3 separate regions of the Mus musculus genome follow, and all the other regions are linked to region 1. The links are chromatin contacts, called in public ChIA-PET and promoter capture Hi-C maps. All regions are on one chromosome and are shown on one strand. The core of a region is the stretch at or near the end of the contact, and the rest is flanking DNA. Distances in the headings are between cores, read along the strand shown.

Region 1 (4,926 bases), core at 1,458-3,957:
CCATCTAAAAAGAAAGGTTTGTTTGTTTGTCATTTCACTGCTGGCTCGATGTGTCCGCACACGTGGCAGAGGGTAGGAGGGTAGTCATGTTGGCCAGAAGCCTCGGGTTACTTGGAGCTGGAGTTTGAGGTGACCGTGAGCTGGCACTGGGAATTATGTCCTGGTCCTCCAGAAGGGCAATACATACTCTTAGCAGAAAAGCTATCTCTCAAGGTCTCTTTGATTATCATGTAAAAGCAAATAAACAACTGTAACAAAACCACACTCTCTTCAAACTAAAGTGTCCCTGGAAGACCATGATTTTCCAAAATGTGCCTGCTAATGTGATATACTTGTAGTTGTTTCCTTGATAGAAATTTATTCCGTCAAATACCCAAGGAATCTGAAGGTGTATGTAGCCCACACCCATCATTTTACAAATAAGAAACCTGAAGTTTGGAGTTCTTCGGCCTCAAATTACACACAGAGCTGGTTAGAGGCAGTACCAGAACCTGAACTCCTACCATTTTCTTGTAATCTACCAGGGCACCCATGCTAATCTCTTGACTGTTTCTTCCTCTGCCAGTTACCTCATAACTGTGTCCCTCTAAGAAACCAATCAGCCACTCTCTGAGTGTGTTCCACCCCCTTATGATTTTCTAAGCATACAGTGTAACAACAGTATGTGGTTCTGTACAATGACTACATTGTAAAGAATTTTAAAGAATTTATATAAAGAAAATATCTAGTTAAAAAAAAAAATTTCCTTCCTGCCAGTTAAAGAGGAAAATCAACTGTTGAGTACTCCTCAGTAAAATTGCCTCCTGTTTCAACTTCGGTGTGTCAGGTACACAAAAAGAGCTTTGGGAAAGTTCTTGGTGGCAACAGTCTTACACATCCTTGAGTAAATTGGCTCAAGGCTATAATCCACATTGAGCAAAACCAAGAAAAGACAGCAGGCTGGTTTCACTGTCCCTTCAGACTGCAGTATCGCACACTTGGTAGGGGGTGAGCTGGGGGTGGGTTTCTTAGTAATTTTCTTCAGCTATTCAGTCTTGGAATCAGAGGTGTGGCAGTTTTGTTAAGACCTCTTTCAACTTTTACACTAAGCTGGTATTCTCTTCCTCATATGATACACTGAAAACAGCCATGGATCTGTAAAAGAAATGACTTTTCTCTTTGGCAAAAAAACAGAGCTTACAAGTAATGAAATGGTCCCAGCTAAATGTCTGCACACTTAATGGGAAAACTGAATACTAAAACCACCAAAGCAAAATCTTTTCAGACTCGCAGCTTCTCAGTGAGGTTTCTCTTCCTCCAAAGTCAGTGGGAAAATTGTTCTCTTCAGAAGCACAGACAGGAACGTGTTGTATCACAAATCATCCTAAGGAAACGGAAGCCCCTGGCTCTTCACCCTCATGGACTAAGAGGGCCGCAATGATCTTCATCCTGAACTGGAGAAGACGGGAATTCTACAAAGTTAAGAACTTAGCTCTTTCGGTTCTGAAAACGGTACTCCTTAAGCACTTCCTTGGTAGCAAAGCACCATCAGAAGCGTCAGACAAGTTGCTTTAAAGAATGTTGTTTTCTGGGGTCAAAAAGAGCTTCTATACTTCCTGGTTTCAGGTTAGGTGGGTGGTTCAAAAGAACTGTTTCTTTACCACACTTATTGCATAATCACAAAAACCCAAAAAGGAAGAGGGCTGGTTAAATATTTAAAGTCTTATTTCCTGGTGACCTAAAAGACCTACTGTTATTTTCGATATGCTCAACTTAAAGTGCTAAGGGTTTCTGAGTATACTAAAAGCACTGAGTTATTTTACTCTGAAAGGAGTTAAAAACAGGTCAACAGGATATAAACTGGGCTTTTTTTCTTTTCCTTCACCCTTTAGAGTAATTTTTATTTACATGATTGCCCACCCCAAAAGGAAGTGTAGTGGTAAAGTTAGAGGAAAACAGTCACGGAAAGTTGTCTGGTCATCTGCTTTCACTTAGTGTGACAAACCCGAAGGGCGAGTCTCCTCTTGAGCAACTCCAGCCTGTCCACAGTGACCACTTGTTACACCTCCCACTCACTCCACTGCAGGTTCACTAGAAATTCAAAGGTGTCTACCAAGGTAAAGGGCATACCAGGCCAGGCCTAAGGTGTCTCCGAATTACACCACGGGGGTTACCGGGGACGGGAGCACGCGTCCCCTCGCCCCCAAGCCGGGCCTGGTGTCCAGGAGGCCAAACTCCAAGCTGGGTACGACGATCAAAGCATCTGTCTGCCCGGCGCGGGGTAGGGGCGCGGTGAGGACGTCCCGGGGAGCAGAGACCGGAGCAGGGAGGGGGGTTTTGAGCCGCCAGAGGCTCGGAGACCGAGGCCCAGGCCCGCCGCGGCCGCCGCCTTCACCAGGCCGCAGGGCGGGGGGGCGTGCCGCGTGTCCCCGCGCGCTGGACCACCGTGCGCACGCTCCCCGCCCCCGCCGCGGGGCCGGCCGCAACTGCCCCCCGATACTCACGCTTTGTCCACCAGCTCCCGCACCTTCCACATGTTCAGCATCGCGCCCCGCGCGGCCCGGCCCGCCGCCGCCCGCCGCCACTCTCCACGGACCCCGGGACGCCTCCGCGCCGGGGCTGGTCCAGGTCCGGGTCGCCGCCGCCACCCACCGCCGCGAACTCTCCCTAGCCGGAGCTCCTTCTCCCGGCCACAGCCACGGCGCCGCCAGTGACACGTCGAGACGCGGCCGCACCGGCGCTGCGTGGGGCGGAAGTGGCCGGCTTTCCGCCCGCGCCGCGCGCCGCACGCCGGGAATTGTAGTCCGCGCCCTGCGCCCCCGGAGCGTGAGAGGGCTGAGATCGCTGCGGTTTGGGGACCTCTGACACAGCCTCCGCGTGATTGCCATCACAACAGTTGCAAGACTTACTCGCGCTCACCTTCTTCAGATGTACACATTGATGCTAAGCACGATTACAGAGTGTGATTGGCGTGCGTGTTCTTCATCTACGCACGTGTTTCTGCATTTGCTTCCAAACATATAGGCGTCTATACATCACTGAACCTGGGATTCCAGCCCTGACCAGTGTAGAATTTTATTCTAAATCCTTCCCCACTCTAGTTTTATGATACAATGATTTTATCTGTAGACAGCTACCTAGTACCCTCGTTAAGATAGTTTGTAACAAGCCTCAGAAACTTAGTTCACATTAGTTGGGAAACCAGAAAGCCACCAGTACTCATACACAGCATACCTATATGTGTTTTATGTGATATACCCAAGAACTCTGTGGCTTTGGTTTCTAAAAGCATACATAATTTTTGAGATCTGCTAAAGTAATTTCCACTGATCAGGTTTTTCACTTAATATGTCAGTCAAAACTTGTGATAAAACTTGAAGTAATACTACATTTTGTTTTAGGCAATTCCTTAATTTTTATAAGTTTTACCTGCCCTGGTTGCAGACTGCTTTAATCCTAGCACTCAGAAGGCAGAGGCAGGCGAATCTCAATGCGTTTGAGGACAGTCTAGTTTACATCAGAAGTTCCAGGTCAGCCAGGGTTACACAATAAGACCTTAATTTTTAAGTTATAATTAAAACCTTTAATTAAATGTTATTTATTTGTAAAGAAATAAAATAAAAATTACTTAAATGTTAAAATAAAGTTATATATGTAAATATATATGTATTTATACATATACATTTTTTTAATTAAAAAATAATTCTGCCACTATTTACTGAGCATCTTCAGGGTGTTACAAGCGAGGACTACAGCTGGGGCTCAAGTTCCCTGGGAGCTTAAAGGTCACTGGAGGAGGGACATAACAATCAAGAAAATATTTAATTAGAGAGAATAAGTGCTTGTCAAAACCAAGAACATAATGTTACAGACAACAATGTCAGAGGAAAAACAGCAGAATATTCAGGGCTCTTTGAGGAGATTGAATGTATGCTAAAACTGGAACAATACAAAGGAACTGGCCCTAAGAAGATCAAGAAAAGAATGATTGGGGGAGGGAACACAAGACAAGTAAGATTCACAACGAAGGGCAAACAGTGGCTGTAAATAGCCAAGACCCAGGCCCTCTTATTCCAGATCCTTTAGTCAAGACGTCAGTTTGCATTTACTTGGTTATTGGAAGCAGCTTTGAAAGCACTCCAGTATGGTCCCGAAAAAGAAGCAAACAAAACTGAGAACCTCAGAGTGCAGAAACCAAAACAAAGCTGACTCACATATTCCTTAAGATAGGGGCTCTAGAGATCAAGCTAAGTCAGTTGGAGCCATAGGTTGGGAAAGGAGGCAAAGGGGTGCAGAGGTAATTGGAGAACCAGAGCTTTCAAAAAAAAAAAAAAAAGTGTAATTTTCCTCTTGAAAGTATTGTCCAGCCCAAGGTTCAAAGGCAGGAATGCGGCCAGGGCAGATAAGAGAAACTGCTTTGCATCAATAAGAGCTCAACAAGTTAACTTTCAGACAGGCCAGTCATGAGGACACCTGCAGAATGAACTCGGCACAAAACAAGCAGTGTCCATACCCTGGGCAGTGCACAGCTGGCCTCAACATTTAACCACCAAGCACAATGTGAGCATCTGATACTCTCAATCAGACTTCATCTGAGGTGTCACCTGTGGCATGTTTACAGCCCACTGGGGCCATCTAGAACCCTTCCTGCCCAGCTGTCACTCGAGAGAGCTCCCCAAAGGGAGTTTGTTTAAAAGGTGGTCTCCTGAGATTAATCATTTGCATATCAGCTGAGTGCTCCATTTTTACCTTTTTATCATGCAAGTTTGGGAGCAGTTTCCACAGTAACTTCTTTATAGCGACTTAAATGTCCAGGATAGAAAAATAAATGAGAAGGTGCCTTGCCCATCCCTCCTCAGGAAAATATATTTTTCACTAACTGAACCAACGCTTTGAAGTAAGACTAAACTATTATGTGCTTTGAAAGCCAACATACTCAGCTCTGTT
Region 2 (4,926 bases), core at 1,374-3,873, 60 kb after region 1:
TACATATGAATGCAGTGCCAGCAGAGGCCGGAAGAGGGCGGCAAATTCCCTTGGTATGTGCTATGGGTACTGGGAATCAAACTCTGGTCCTCTGCATGAGCAGCGTGCATCCTTAACTGTGAAGCCATCTCTAATTAGGCATGGAAGGTGGCACAGGGAGGGGAACAATTGCCCAGCGAGCTTGAGGACCTGAGTTTAAGTCCTACACAAAGCTGGGTGTGGTGGTACATGTATGTCTGTAATCCTGATATTCCTAGGGATAGAAACAGAAGAATTCCTGAATGCTTGTTGCCCATCTAGCCTGGCTTAAGCCACTGCAAACAAAAAAGAGACCCTTCATTCCTTAGAAGGCAAGGACCCAGGAGTGAGGTTGTTCTCTGGCTTCCACATGTATTGTGGCTTGTGCACACCCCATTACAAAAATCTGCAACTGCTCGAGCGCTCGCGCGCGCGCGCGCACACACACACACACACACACACACACACACACACACGGGATAAAACAGATAGAGACTATTACATCTGGCTTTAAGCAATGACAACGACAACAACAACAACACCACAATAGAAATGTGGGGTCCCGGGGACCAAACTCAGGACAAGCACTTGACCAACTGTGTTCCCTTCTACCACCCATCTGGAGTTTGATTATGACAATTTCTAAACATAGAAAGAACTTGAAAGTAGGTCACTGCCTGACGGCATCGAGCAGAGCAAGGAGCGTTGGCTGTGGGCTCTGAAGAAATGTTACTGTGAGACCAGATGTGAGAGCTAAAGGGCAAGGTCAGTAACAGCATGGAAGGAAAGTAAGACTTGTAGCTGGGGACGAGTCAAGCTGACCAGGTAAGAGAGAGGGCAGGCAGGTTCTGGGAAGGCAGTGTCTGCAGGCTATGGTTGGTGACTCCCATGAAGTGATGAATCACTCTTTTTGCCCTTATACATATCTTGTTTCTTATACAGCCCCGTGTAAGCTTTAAGTAAGATGATATCTAACAAGGGTATTCCAGGCCACTCCATAGATAAGTAGTGAGGGGGCTACTTATGATGCACTCAATAAAGTCTGCAGCTACAATCTTGGCAACTATGGTAAGAGTCAGTTCGAGGTCAAAGTAAATTTGCAAGCTGGTAAGAGGACGTGGTTTAGCTAAGGGCTAAGAGACCCTGGCAAAATCTATAGCTAGCAGTACTTCAAGGTTAGTGAGTGACGGGGCTGGCCATGTCTAATGGCCAGAACACAATGAAAGTCACTAGCTATCAAAATGAGTCAGAGAGGGAGTGAGGACATCAAGGCATGGCCATTCTCCCAATGACAGGAGCAGCATGTGTGCAGCACATGAGCCTGTCCCTGGTACAGGGGGTGGGGGCACAGGTCTTGAGCTTGTTGGCTCTCCATCCTCTCAATATTCAAGGTGCTCAGAGAATTAACCAATCTCAGTAGAAATCACCCCAGTCTGTTCATTTTCTACTGTAAGTCCTATAAAAATCCTTACACGAAGAAGCCCAGTGCAACCCATTTGTGCCCCACTCCATACTCCCCCCCACCCCCCATGTACCACAGGGGGTTTACTTTTCTCACCATCCTTCCTTGGTTCCATCTGGAGCTTTGCTTGGTTTCTGTCACCCTCAAAGCCTTTGTTAAATCTTCTCTACAATCAAAGCTCTTTTTCAGGGCCTAGAGAGACGTGTAAGCAGTCAAAAGACCTTGCTGCTCTTGTGAAAGACCTGGGTTCAATTCCCAGCACCCACGTGGCCGCTCACAACCTTCTTAATTCCAGTTCCAGGGGATCTCAGTTCCTCTCCTGGTTTCTGGCAGCACCAGATCTACAAAGCTATGTACAGACAAAGCACCTATACATGCAAAAGGCATGAAAAAAATATAAAACAATAACCTCCAGTCCTTTAAAAGTGCATCATATTTGTCTCTGTGAATTTTGCTCTTCGAGATTCAGAGATTAAAAGCCCAAACCAAACTGTCACCTCAGTAACATGTGTGTGGTCATGAGTGTCTCACATGCTAACTCGATCCAGTTATGCATACCTGAGACAAACGTCAGTTGTCACCTTCACATTCAGAGATACCCACTTCTCCCATTTCAGCAAGGTCCAGGCTTCAGAGAGACCACGGAGAATAGTAAGGAGAATTGAAGTAAGGAGTCAGATTAGGGGTTAGGTTCACATCCAGACAAAGTTCTCTTCTTGCTCATTCATTTTGGGCAAGGGCTTGCATCTCTGCTCATAAGCTTCTCTCCTTGCTGAATGAAGACACTCTTAACTTTGTGTGTTTTAAACTGGATGAAGATACAGCCACCATTGTTTATGTAGGTGCCTGGGCAGCCTTTTGTCTTGGAGTTGGTAGCAGCTTCCATCTGGAATAGCCAGGTTTTAAATTTTCCCATTAGACCACAGAACAAACTCACTTAGCGATTTCACCCTAGCCAAACTCAATGAAGAGACTCGAACGAAGAGACAGCTATGTCACACATCTGCTGCTGGACCACTTGGCTGGTAGGTTTTCAGAGGTTGTAACCAACAAAAGAACAGAAATAAGCTCTCAAGGAGACCTGTGGGAGGGAGGGAGATTAAACTCTTCAACTCTTTAACTTCTACTAGTCAAAGCAGTAGCTCTAAAAAACCACATTGCCAGTCACTTAGCTTTACCACAGAGCTGTCTGTCGTACTGGACCATGGTTCTTCCCACACTTAGGCACCCACTTCCTTGAAATACATATGCTACCTATAGGGTGTGTATCTATACCTATAGGGTGTGTATCCATCTCATGCATCTCTTTCCTCTGTTGTTCTGAGTTATGGGGTGGCAACCTATTTTTCCAAAACTGCATGATCTCTATCGTTATGAAAACCACACATGTCTCAGTCATGATAACTTAACCCAGTCAATATCTTTCATGGCTGTTCAGTAGAAAGTTTGTGGCATTAGTACGCTTTTTTTTCAAGATTTATTTATTATTATATCTAAGTACACTGTAGCTGTCTTCAGATGCACCAGAAGTGGGCATCAGGTCTCATTATGGATGGTTGTGAGCCACCATGTGGTTGCTGGGATTTGAACTCAGGACCTTCGGAAGAGCAGTCGGTGCTCTTAACCACTGAGCCATCTCTCCAGCCCATTAGTACGCTTTTATGCTTAAATTTACATTAAGAATTTTGGGAAGGGGATGTGACTAAAGAGATGGCTCAGTGGTTGAGACTATTGGCTACTCTTCCAGAGGATTGGAGCTTGAATCCCAGCACCCACATGGTAGCTAGTAACTGTAACACCAAATCCTGAGTACCAAATGCCCTCTTCTGGCTTCCTCAGGCCATGTATGTGTGATGCACAGGCAAACACGTAACCAAAACACTCAAACACATGAAATTTAATAAATAATTAAATATTAATTTTTCCCCACAAAACTTACAATTAAAAATTTAGACTTCCTTCACACCCGTTTGCTTGTCTGTAAATACTCAGGAATCTTTTACAGGTGGTTTGATTGGATAAGGGAGCACGAATGGAAGATAAAAGAAATGAAACCTCCTTAACCCACCTTGAATTTTGTTTCTTTTTGTGTGTCTTTATGTACGTTATGCAAGCACATGTGTCGTGCATATGGAGGCCAGAGGCTAATATTCAATGTCTTCTTCAATTGCTCTCCAGATTGCGATTATGATCATTATTTACTACGACGACGACTACTACTGCTGCTACTACCGCTACTATTGAGACAGAGTCTCTCACTGAACCCAGATTGTGCTGATTTGGCTAGATTGGTTGGCAAGCACACTCCAGGGGCGCTCCTGTCTCTGACTACCCATTGCTGGATTATCTCTGACTGACTTCCCATTGCTGGATTATACACGCTCTGCTACGTAGGGCTCTTTGTTTATGTGTAGGGGATCAAACTCAGGCCCTCATCCTTGACTGACAAGTGCTTTACAAACTGAGCCAGCGACTGCTTGAAATTCCTGTTGTTCCCCAGACCTGAATAAGCTCTCTTCTTCCTTGCATGCTCCCAGACTTTGCAGAGGACCACTCTTGAATTAACCTCTCTGCCTGGAGATCATGAGTCAGGAATTTTACTTCAGACTCACTCAAAAAGTTGTGACTGCCGTTGAGAAAGCCTTTCAGGAATCTCTTAGTTTTCTGACGTGTCTCATGGTGTAGCAGATTAAAATGACTTTAAAATGTTGTGAAGACATAACCTGGACCCACCTTTCCATGTCTGTTTTACAGGACCAGGATTCACTTTGAATCAGGAGGAATTTGTTATCAAGCTCTGATGAGCCAAGGCATAGAAAACATGGAAGAAATACTGTTGCATTTTTTGCCTGGTTTTCAGACAGGGACTTACTGTGTAGTCCAGACAAGCCTGGATATTGCTTTTATAGCCTAGGCTGCCCTGAATCCCATGATCCTCCTGCCTTGGTCTCTTGAGTGCTGAGATTACAAGCATACAGCACCAAGGCTGGCTTTGTTGATTCATTCTTATGCTTTCCAACACAAATTTGGTTCAGAGCCTTTGCGGCTATGAAGAAATTCTTTGAAAGCAAAATGTAAGAGCGCTTTGTTTATCGAAAACCCCTCTTGCTCCTTGTCTGAAACCTCTTTGTTCATGTGCCATCTCTGCTCCTTCTGCTTTGTTTATACAACAAAGTCAATATTGTACCCCACTTACTATCATTTACTGTGGCAGGGAAGATGCTTGGATTGTAAACTGTGGCCCTAAAGGCACCGTGGCATAATAGAAGGGCTGAGAATTCAGTTCCGTATTCTGGAATTGAGGCTTGGGTTTTGCACTAATCATGTCTAAGAAAAAAGACTTGGACATCATACTGCAGATGAGATATTTGAGTTAGTAAACCTCTGGCAGGGTTTAGCTGTAGTTGACATGAAAGTGTTTTAGTCAGCATTTTCTACTTAGGAGG
Region 3 (4,926 bases), core at 737-3,236, 44 kb after region 1:
AGTATAGGCACGAGGAAAGAAGCTTAGCAATCAGAGCTTTCAAAATCCATTTACTTCATGCTCCAAAGTCCTGGGCTGGAACTGACAGCCACTTCCTCCCTGGTTTCTGTAACGGTCAAATAATAGTGCTGAGCCATTAAGCCTTTCTGAGGCTAAGATTCCCGTTTCAGGTAGACTGTTAAGAGAAGCCTGCAAAAAGACTTGACTTCAGTGTAGACCTTTTCTTTCCAGTCCTGTGAATAGTTAGCAGCACAATACCTACCCGTGGTACCTGGAGTCTAAGTATAGTGATCTGAAGTGGAGAGATATTTAAGAGGAGGGTCCTTTAGAGGTAGAGCAAAAAAAAAAAAAAAAAAAAATCCCCGTTCACGTTCTCTGTTCTAAGAACTGGGGATAAGGATAATGAACTCGTCTGGGTGGGTGCAGGCCAATTAGTCCAAAGTCTGTAAACCTCCCCAGTCTTATCAGGGCTTTACTGCAGGTGGAGAGTGGGCAGCCCATTCTGGTGACTTTGCATGTGAAATTAATTGCCCTAGAAATGTCGGGAATTTGATCTTCCATCAAATTTGCCAGCCCTTTAGATCCCTTGACAATCTTTGACTATTTGCATCTCAAGGTTAAAGCAGGCTGTTGCTTTCTGGATGCTAATCAGCTGTGAAAACTTTTGATCTTCTCTGGAAAACACACACAGACACAGACACACAGTCACAGACAGACAGACAGACAGAGACACACACACACACACACACACACACACACGCAGAAACACACCCTTTGCAATGGACCTCTTCAGAGAGTTGGAAAGGGGAAGGTGGCTTTGCTGGAAGTGCACTGGTTTCGTTTAGCAGTTGTTTTCATTCCTTGTAGGGCTCAGTGAGAGCCTGGAATATCCAGTAATATTTGAGTTCCCTCTACCAAATGCAGTGAGGATTTTGTGTGTTTCTCCACGATAAAATACCCATTTCAAAGAGGGCAATGGGGCAGTTTAGTGCTGCATGGGCAAGCCCTCCCCCCCCCCCCCCCCGTGTTCCACCCCCACACTGCAAAAACAAATAACAAGTACAAAAGAATGCCCTCCCCCAAATTCTCCCTCCCCCGAAAAGTTCTAGTTTTTAGTAGCTTAGAGATTCACAATAAACTTCACAAACACCTTTTCAAAGGAGATGGGAGTGGAGTGGTTAAGAGACTTATAGGTGTTTAAGGGGATGCTATCCTACTGTGGTATTTTAATGGCACTGCGTTTTTGTCAGTAGGGGTTGGGACAAGTGTCCTATTGCTACCTTACACACCTAACTGGATACTGGATACTTTGCAGTGAGTGACATTGTCTTTCTAGGACACAGTGTTTTGCTATATAGCCCAGGCTCTCTTCAAACCTTTCTGCACCCTCACTGCTGTTCTTTCTCCCCAACTTCAGCTTTTACCCTCCCCCCTCTCCTTTTATTTATTTATTTATTTTTGAAGCGAGATCTAATGTAGCACAGGCTGGCCTCAGCTTGCTCTGTAGTCAAGGATGACCCGCAGTTGCTGATCTTCCTTCCTCCACCCCCCCCGCCCCCCCAATGTGAAGGGAATTTGGGTTCCTTTCAAGTTCTCAGTCTCACTCATACAAAGATTTAAAAACAGACTCAGAAGGGAGTTAGAGGACAGTTAGAGATCCGGAGAAAAGTGGCTGAGTAGTCAAGGGTAAATGTCAAGCAGCTACTGAGAGGAAGGAGAGAGAGGGGAGCAGAGAAAGTCATACCTTTTTGAGTTAGGGTCCGAGACAGCTGGGTGATCAGCGATGGAGGGAGGGCTGTATAAAACTGCATGGTAGATGGGGGGGTGGGGTGGGGGCTTCAGAGAAGTAGTCTTGCACCGAGCTCGAGGGCAAGCAAGCTCACCCAGGCTTTTGGCCAGCATCGACAGAGATAAAAGAAGAAACACACTTGGCGCAGGGCTGCAGATCCAAGTTTAGAGGCCATCTTATTTCGGGCTCTTGTGGTCTAGGGCACCAGAATGATTGGGCCGAGGACACGTGGTTAGAGACAGAAATATAGTTTATTAAGGAAGGGAAACCACTGCCCAGAACAGAAGTGGGCTTGTGAGTGGAGAGAACAAGCCACAGCAGGGCGAGGTGCAGAGCCGATTACACGGCATTTCTATGCTTTTCTCCAGCACGCTTTCTTCATGGGAAGAAGTCCAGGTTTGGAAGGGTTTCCAGTCTTCCAGCATAGTGGTCTGGAGCATGCTTTGTTTCTCCTGCGATCCCCAGGGTGGGGAAAGACTTCCTTCACTCTGAACATCTTCTTTGGATGTTCATTTTAATGTTTCAGACTCTAGGCTCTTCTTTCCAGCCACACAAGTGTTGAGAGTACAGGCATGTGTTACCACCACACCCACCTTCAATATAATGAGTTTATTTTATGATCTAATTGGGGTATTGTGTGTTTGCACTGCTGAGGTTAGAACCCAGGACCTCACACATGTAAACCAAGTACCTTAGCACTGAACTATGTCCTTGCCCCACTCCCTGCCCTACTTTCCTGAATGCTTGGGTTAGATACATCAGTACTAATCTCTCACTTAGATCAGGCTCCCTTGATGGTGGCATTATTAATATTTGGGGCCAGATTACTGTGGGCTGACTCTGCCCTGTGTGTCCCTGGCCTTTATTTACTAGATACCAGTTAGTATTTTCAATAGTGAAATATCTGCCCAGATATTGTCACATGTCCCTTAGGGGTGAGGTTGCCAATTTAGCAAATACAAATAGAGACTGTCTAGTTAAAATAGAATTTAACTAAGGAAACAGCAAACAATTTTTATAAGTATAAATTCAGCTGGATGGACTCTACAGGCTCAGGCAGTCTACTGGGATGAAGTGTGTGCAAATTCCCCCCCACCCCCATGTTTCTTAATGGTTCTTCTAGATAAAAATTTGCATGCACCAGTGATCTCATATTATTAACCACTTCATGCTTGTGATTTTGCCCCACTCTTGGCTATTCAAGTCCTCGTGTACTTTCCAATTCAACTATGTCCCTCAGTCAGTCCTCATGGTACTTACCAATGAGCATTATTGGCCTTGGGCACAAGAGGAAGTAGAACTACTTAAAGTATAAGAAGATGAAGTGAGACTTAGTCACAAACCAAAACCAGGCAAGGCAACTCAGGATGATGTCTATGCAAGCACTGTCCTTCCACAAATGATGAAGGACCGAGCCAGCTAGGCATCGGAGACACTCTGCTCCTCCAAGATCTCCACAAAAAGTCAGGCCCAGAACTTAACACAAGGTCCTCACCTTGCCAGTTGGTTAGCAGATATTTCTGGGTAGTGGCTATGGTAGCCAGGGGCTGGCACAGTAATAAGGAAAAAAACTCCATCCTGTGATTGTCAGAAGCACATTGTACCTCCATAAAGAGATGCTTGCTGATAACAGGTGGCATATCCCCAGGGGCTGTCCAGGAACAAACAGAACCAAGTGACCATGGGCAGAGTGGGAGGCTGAAAGGCTTTGTAATCAGATAGGAGGTTGGAAGGAAGGGTAGAGTTTGGGCTGGTTGTGGCCGGTGAGTGCTGGTGAAGATTAATAATTGGCTGTTCAAAGCAGCGTGGTGGTGTGATGACCCTTTCCATCCACAGTCCTTCATATTTGTTTTCTGTCTGTTTAGAGAAGTGGAGCATGCTTAGGGGAAAGTTCAAGAAGGAAGCTTGCAGCTGGGCCAGTGGTGATGCCCACCTTTAATCCTAGCACTTAGGAGACAGAGGCAGGTCCATCTCTGAGTTCAAAGTCAGCCTGAGCTACAGAGCATGGTCCAGGACAGCCAGGGCTACACAGAGAAGCCCTGTCCTAGTAAACCAGAAACAAACAAATAATAATAACAAAGGGAATATTCCCAACAATCTATTACACTCCACTCTGCAAACAGTTTAATTGGACTGAAACAGGGACTTAGGCTGCTTTTGCCAAAAAGTGCTGACTCTTTATTTAGTCCCGTAGGTGTCTAATGGGTAACTAAAATCTAGGCTATTCTGTCTTTATTTTGCATCTGTGCCCTTGGCTGACTTGAACTTTGGGTTAGAGTCCTTCTTGACACTTCACTAGGGTGTGTTTGATGTAAAAGTGGCAATGCCTCTCCCCCCAAATCCACCCGAAGGCTGACTCAGTAAATTATCAACCTTTAGTGTTTAAGCCTTTTTCCAGATTACCTGAATGGTACCTAGAAGTTGCCAGTCTTAAATTACCTTAATCTGAAGAATAAATTACCTTAATCTGAAGGCCTAACTGACTCCATCTTGCCGGTCTGACTTCTTGCTGGTCTTGCTGGTCTGACTTGTCCCTTCTCTGAGTCATTCTTCCCTGTAGTTCTCTTGGATTCCAGGAAAAACAGGTCTCATCAGTACACATCTTGTGACACGGAGGAAACTGTCCCCAGGCAGTAGCCGCATGCTGAGATAAGGATGGACCAGCCCACAGTTTGAAAGACTGCTTGACTGTGTGCATGCTTACCTGACCTCTGTACAGAAGCTGTTCCTCTGTTCAGAAGCCTGGCTTCTTATCAGCTCGCAGAAGACTGCAGCAGGGAACTCTCTGTTCCTCCCAAGTGTGACTGCCCTGAACACAGTCTTTGCTTGCTTCACTGGGGCGGGTTATTATTTGGTCAGCTGAGTGGTGGTGACTAACCGAGCCTGATCTACTGTTGAACCCACAGAGTCGGGCCTCTGGCCTAGGATCCAATAGCAAGACAAATACCTTAAAGATGACATGTCAGGGCCTAGTGTGTTGATGCGTGCTCCAAGTCTTAGCACTGTGGAGGTTGATACATGAGAAGCCTGAGTTCTAGGCTAGCCTGGGATACATAGACTGATCCCATCTCAATTTTTTAATTTTAAAATTTTTTACTTATTTTATTTTTATAGGAAATCTTTTTACAAAATATTAC

The links. ChIA-PET counts read pairs in DNA pulled down with a chosen protein or histone mark. Capture Hi-C pulls out chosen DNA fragments and counts their contacts.
Region 2: an RNA polymerase II ChIA-PET map of memory CD8 T cells shows a contact between it and region 1, with 665 read pairs. The contact joins the enhancer-like site here to the promoter of Clint1 in region 1. A contact is called at or near these places in 1 of 15 datasets of contacts at CTCF or cohesin (the G1E-ER4 cell line), 29 of 484 Hi-C or Micro-C datasets (the Ba/F3 cell line, CD4 T cells, CD8 T cells and 17 more), 11 of 115 datasets of contacts at active chromatin or transcription factors (CD8 T cells, bone marrow-derived macrophages, effector CD8 T cells and 6 more) and 2 of 9 other capture datasets (adipose tissue and liver).
Region 3: a contact with region 1 is called in a promoter capture Hi-C map of pancreatic islet. The contact joins the promoter of F630206G17Rik here to the promoter of Clint1 in region 1. A contact is called at or near these places in 10 of 39 promoter capture datasets (the 3T3-L1 cell line, 3T3-L1-derived adipocytes, HPC-7-derived erythroid cells and 6 more), 1 of 15 datasets of contacts at CTCF or cohesin (the G1E-ER4 cell line), 47 of 484 Hi-C or Micro-C datasets (the Ba/F3 cell line, CD4 T cells, CD8 T cells and 32 more), 21 of 115 datasets of contacts at active chromatin or transcription factors (CD8 T cells, the SCID.adh cell line, bone marrow-derived dendritic cells and 14 more) and 4 of 9 other capture datasets (adipose tissue, embryonic stem cells, liver and 1 more).

The regions. Positions count from the first base shown.
Region 1 is chr11:45,849,750-45,854,675 of GRCm38.p6, reverse strand. It overlaps Clint1 (clathrin interactor 1), which reads right to left and starts at 2,707. Exons shown (of 12, transcript NM_001045520.4): 1 at 2,484-2,707. The coding sequence starts at 2,524.
Region 2 is chr11:45,789,653-45,794,578 of GRCm38.p6, reverse strand. No RefSeq gene overlaps it. Among named protein-coding and RNA genes, the nearest start is that of F630206G17Rik, 16 kb to the left of the region's middle. Within about 2 kb of position 2,623, at least 20 of the 459 cell types and tissues checked have an H3K27ac peak or open chromatin away from gene starts, as enhancers often do. A contact at or near this core is called in CD8 T cells, Th1 cells, Th2 cells and 2 more, where this site is marked.
Region 3 is chr11:45,805,143-45,810,068 of GRCm38.p6, reverse strand. It overlaps F630206G17Rik (RIKEN cDNA F630206G17 gene), which reads right to left and starts at 1,986. Exons shown (of 4, transcript NR_045876.1): 1 at 1,745-1,986.